Linked DNA regions of Triticum aestivum: region 1 is linked to region 2. Evidence: chromatin contacts called from public Hi-C data. All regions are on one chromosome and are shown on one strand. The core of a region is the stretch at or near the end of the contact, and the rest is flanking DNA. Distances in the headings are between cores, read along the strand shown.

Evidence for each region. Hi-C and Micro-C count contacts between places; a contact is called where the count stands out from the background.
Region 1: a Hi-C map of leaf shows a contact between it and region 2, with 6 times the contacts expected there. The contact joins two enhancer-like sites. A contact is called at or near these places in 3 of 5 Hi-C or Micro-C datasets (leaf and an unstated tissue) and 1 of 1 datasets of contacts at active chromatin or transcription factors (leaf).

What each region holds. Positions count from the first base shown.
Region 1 is chr7D:70,477,106-70,479,805 of IWGSC CS RefSeq v2.1, forward strand. No RefSeq gene overlaps it. Among protein-coding and RNA genes, the nearest start is that of LOC123167114, 13 kb to the right of the region's middle. Within about 2 kb of position 1,351, at least 3 of the 8 cell types and tissues checked have an H3K27ac peak or open chromatin away from gene starts, as enhancers often do.
Region 2 is chr7D:70,111,427-70,114,195 of IWGSC CS RefSeq v2.1, forward strand. No RefSeq gene overlaps it. Among protein-coding and RNA genes, the nearest start is that of LOC543392, 10 kb to the right of the region's middle. Within about 2 kb of position 1,460, at least 7 of the 8 cell types and tissues checked have an H3K27ac peak or open chromatin away from gene starts, as enhancers often do.

The DNA.
Region 1 (2,700 bases), core at 101-2,600, 370 kb after region 2:
ATACCCTTTACATAAAATATGTAAAAAAATGTTAACCAAGCATATGAAAAATATTAAATGTGTATAAATAAAATAATCATGTATACAAAAAATACAATGTGCCTGGAAAAATTTGATCATGTATTTAAAATTTTTAATTAAGCATTTTTAAAAATGTTAAACAAGTATTTTAAAATTTTAATCAATCATTTGAAAAGTGTTGACCATGTGTTAAAAAAGTGTTAATCAAGCATTTGAAACCATTAATGTGTATATAAAACAAAGTTGACCAAAAATGCCAATACTTTATTTAAAAAATATTTATAAAAAACATGTTGACTAGGTATTAAAAAATATTAAAATTTTATTTAAATAATAATAAATGTGTATAACAATAATCTTTCTCATGTTTATGAAAACAATATACCAAACATACACGATGTATCATGTGTGTGAAAAAACTGATCCTGTATTTAGAAAATATTAATCAAGCATTTAAAAAAATATAAAAAAAGTATTTGAAAAATGTTATCCATGCATTTTAAAATTATTAAATGTGTATTGAATAAATTTTGACCATGTATTAAAAAAATCATACATTTGGAAATATTAAGACAATACAGCAAGAAAAAAAAAATTGAAATAAACCAATGCAAAAGAATTAAATGTGTGAAACCCGCGAACAAAACAAAGAAAACCAAGAATAGAAACAGAAAAATGAAAAATGAAAGGAAACAGAGAAAACAGAATAGAAAAGCAAAAAAACTGTGAAACAGAGAAAGAAACCAAAAATGAAGAAAAGTGAAAGAATTTCAAATCCAATAAAAATAGTGAAGCTGAAGAGAAGTTGGTGAAAAGTTGAAGAAAACAGGCGAAGAAACAAAGAAATCAGAAAGTAAAATAAAGGAGAAACTAAAGCAGAAAACTGACCAAAACCCACTATATGGAACAATGAGTGATTGATCTGGGCGTGACAGGAAGCTATGAAGCCTTTTTTTGGAAGGAGTGATGCAAGCGAACAGCTCCTAATTAGCGGGTTTTGCGCCAGTTAACGAGCTGGCGCTTGCACCGTCGCTGGCATGGGCTGTCGCATGAGCGCGCTTGGTCACTAAAAAAACAAAAAACAAAATGGTCGCTACTTCTAAAGGATGGCAAAAAAATCAAAAAAGTCATGCATTTGTTTTTTTCATTTTAGGATTTTAGAAAAAAGAGGTTTCCTAACGACATAAAAAAGTTCACGGCTTCACAAAAAGTTCTTCAACTTTGAAAGAAAATAAGCCCGACTGGGAAGAAAAGACCTCTCCAGTTACAACCTAGATGGGCTGGCCCATGTAAGAGCACCTTCAGCGCCAATTAACAAAATGCACGTTAATCCGCGCTCAACGCGTCGAATAGGAAATGCCGATGAAAGCGACCTCAGCAGCGGGCGAGCAAGATGATCTAATGGGCTGGCGCCCCATGAAAGATACAGCTCTCGTGCTCCTAAGTAGTGCTTAACGGGCCCAAATCGCCAAATGGTGGCCGAGGCCCAAAAACCATCGTTGGCTAGTGGGATTCCATCGCTAGGTCATAGTTGGGTAATATCATAAGCCACTCAACAAAAGAAGTTGTGGAATATCATATTTGACGCATTCTGCGTCAAACTGTCGAGCTTCAGTATAGGCTAGCAAATTGAGCTAGGCGGACCCGTTAACGGGTTGCAGTGTTTTCGGTTTTAGGAACCTTCCAGAGATTTCGAATTGGTTTTTATCGGTTTTGTTACTATTTAATTTTTCCTGTTTATTTTTTGACTTTTCTTTTTCTTTTTTTTATAACTTTTTTCTTTCCTTTTTTGTGTTTTTTCTTTTTCCTATTTTGTTTATTCTAATATTTGAAATATTGTTCAAAAATTCAAAATATGTTCCCATTTTAATATTTTGTTCAGAATTTCAAAAAATGTTTTGGAAAAATCTCCAGACATTTCAAAAAGAATTCTTGTTTCCAATTTTGTTCACAATTTGAGTAAAAAATTGTGTTCCAAAAAAATACAGGAATTTTAAAGAATGCTCCATTTTTAAAAAAATTGAAATTTCAGAAAATATTCATAAATTTTAAAAAACTGTTCTAGGGCAGCTCGCGAGAACAAGGAATGTGAAGAAAATTACTACCGTCATATGCGAGAAGCAGGAATCAAACTCCGCTCGGTAACACCAACAACCACTAGACCAAGGTCCCATTCTCGACTACAATCACGAAAAAGCATAATTTAAGCTTCTTCTAGTACAACATTAAAATATAATTTATACCTAGTATAAATTATTTGGAAAATTATGAAAAAGTAAAAAAGGAAAGTATCCATGAACACAAAAATATACAAGGATTTTTAAAGAAGTTCAAATATTAAAAAATCTTGACGGTATGAAAAAAATATTATCGATTTTTTAAAACTTCATCCATCTTGAAAACAATTATAGAAAACTTAACAAAACTTGAAAAAAGTTCATAAATTTTCGAAAAACACATAAATTTCAAAAAGTTCACATAATTTGATAATCCTTTTTGGAAAAAGTTCATCAATTTCGTAAAAAGTTCATCTATTTTGAAAATAGTTCACTGAATTTGGAAAAAAATCATCAAATTTGGAAAAAATTTACTGATTTAGAAAAAAACAAGTTCATAAAACTGGAAAAAATGTTCAGCGAATTTGAGAAAATATGAGAAAAAATGTTCACCGAATTTGAA
Region 2 (2,769 bases), core at 210-2,709:
TTTAATTAATATTTTTTTAAAATAAATATTATTCATATACTTAAAATATAAGCCAAAAAATAAAAATAATCATACGTTGGAAAAATGTACTCGTCCCAAGTTATTAAAATACTCACGGATTTAGGGAAAATGTTCATATATTAAATAAGAGTTTAAGTAGTTAGTAAAAAATTCATGTTTAATAAACGTTCATATGTTTAAAAAGAATTAAATATTAATGTATTATGGAAAAAAATCATGCACTACTGCCCCCCCCCCCCCCCCCTAAAAAGGAAAGAAAGTGAAAAAATGACCAATGACCAATAAAGGTAAAAGAAAAAACAAATAAAAATAATGGCAAAATAAAAATTAAAAGGTAAAATGTAAAATAGAAAATAGAAAATGGGCCAGACAAGGACGTCCAGATAGCGACAAAACTACACACTCGCGTATATTAGGAAATATGTTGCTTCCTATTCACGCTCACTACGTCATAATGTCATGGAAACACACAAAAGTGACCGCACTAGGCCAACCCGTGTTGCCTATTTATTTTATGGCATTATTTACTTTCTCCCTTTTAATTTATGAGTTGGTCTCTTTGTTTTAAGTATATAGCAACAGTCCGAAGCTGACTTTACTTGGCAAGAGTCTGAATTCTAATTACCTACGGACACGTGGTTCTGCTTTTATATACAAATAGAAACACAATGATTCCCCTGGCTAGCTAGCTTTGTACGTCCTGCTTTTATATATACAAATAGAAACACAATGATTCCCCTGGCTAGCTAGCTTTGTACGTCGGCTTTGAGCAAGAAGTCGCCTTTGTACGCCCTTGTACCAACACATACCACTATCCCTAGGATACGTAGAAGCATATGGCATATGCACGCTGCATGCGTGTTGTAGCCAATCCATGCGCAGGATCAGTTAATTGGTCTTTGCATGCAATTTTTGATGAAGAAATCTTTGACCTGTGGCTTTGGCGCGCCTTCCCATTATGAGGTCTTTCTTTCTAAATAATCCATCCGAATGATCGGTTAATTGGTCATTGCATGCACTTTATGACGAAGAAGAATTCGAAAAAAATATGATAAAGAAATCTTTAACCTATCTATGGCCGCACCCTCCCATTATGGGGTCTTTCTTTCTAAGAAATCCATCCGAATGATCAGCTAATTGGGCTGTTTAGGGGAGATTTCTTCCTTTTGCATTTCTTAGCGCAAGATCCCCTCTGTATCGGATTCTAATGTGTCCTCTTTTTCATATAGCACAACATCACATCTTTATTGAACCTCTCTTTATTTAAATTTACATCCAATTTCTGACGAGGCTTGCTGACGTCTACTTGCTGATCTATATAAATTGGTAGAATTTTGTTTAAAGCAGCGAGGTGGTACTATTAAATAAAACAAGCGAGGCGTTGCATGTACAGAACGGACAGCTAGCCCAGCTGGTTGTGTCTCCTCAACAGCAAAACCGTGGCGCGAGTTCGATCCCCGTTGCCCTTATTTATTTTTCGCACTCCTGCAAACGGAAGGGCCGGCCCACTATGGAGTGCGGGTTTATTTTTAAAAAACATGGGGGCCTTTTTGCAAAAGCGCCGCGACGGGTGAGCGGGCAGAAGCACTGTTTGCTTTATTATATATATATATAGGGAAAGATTTAGCTTTATGTTTTATTCCTTTTTTCTTGTCTTCGCAGTTTCCTTCTATTCAGTTTAATCTCTCTTTTGTTTTTCCGTTTAATATATTTTTCCATTGTTTGATTTCTCTTCTTAAAATAGAATGTACTAGTTTAATATTAAATGAATGATTTTTCAATTGGATGATTATTTTTTGAAGTCATGAAAACCTTTTGAATAATAGGAACTTTTTTATATGCATGAACAATTTTTAATTGCAAGGGTTTTTTGTGAAAGGGTTGAATATCTTATAAAACTAGATAATGCCCCGTGCGTTGCTGTGATAATCTTGTTACAAGAAATGCTTTATTAGGTGCTACATAAACAATTATAACTAATGAAATTAAAATGTAAAAATATTTCTTGATGTACACTTTGAAAACATTAAAAATTATGAACATGTATAAAAAACAAAACATTTAGTTGCAATTAAGAGAGTGTCATTTATATATACAAAAAAGGTGAAAGATCAACTATATAGATATGCTCCAAGCACCCAATACATAGACCGTGCCCATGACAGCATAAAATTTGGTGCAAAAGAAATTATGTGCCCTGGCATCACTGCATGGATATACAAAAATATAATGTATAACCTACATGCATCGCTTGCTGGCATGGTTGTATGACTAGAAAAAATAGGTAGTGAGTTGTACAAGCAATAGAGAAAAAAGAGCGTTGTTTGTAGAAAAAGTGGAGGATAAACTATAAAGGTATGCTGCAAGTCCCAAACGCATGTACCATGTCTATGAGAACACAAAAATGATGAACTGAACTAATGATGTGGCAGTGTTGTATGGATATGCTAATGTAAAAAAAAAGTCATTTATAACTTGCATGCATGGCATGTTGATATAGCATCATTGTCTAGCTTGGAAAAAAATGATAGCTAATTGTGTCCTAACTAGAAGGATCGGCTAGAGCAAATTGGTCTCGGATTTTACAAGTTTCCGTCCATTATTTTTTTCCATTTTTCCTTCTTTATTTTTCTATTTTTTCTGCCGCTTTAAATAGTTTTCTTCCTCTGTTTTTCTATTCTATTTTCAATTTTTATCTTGTTCACTTCTTAAAAATCTCCTTTTTATTTCCTATAAAAATGATTTATG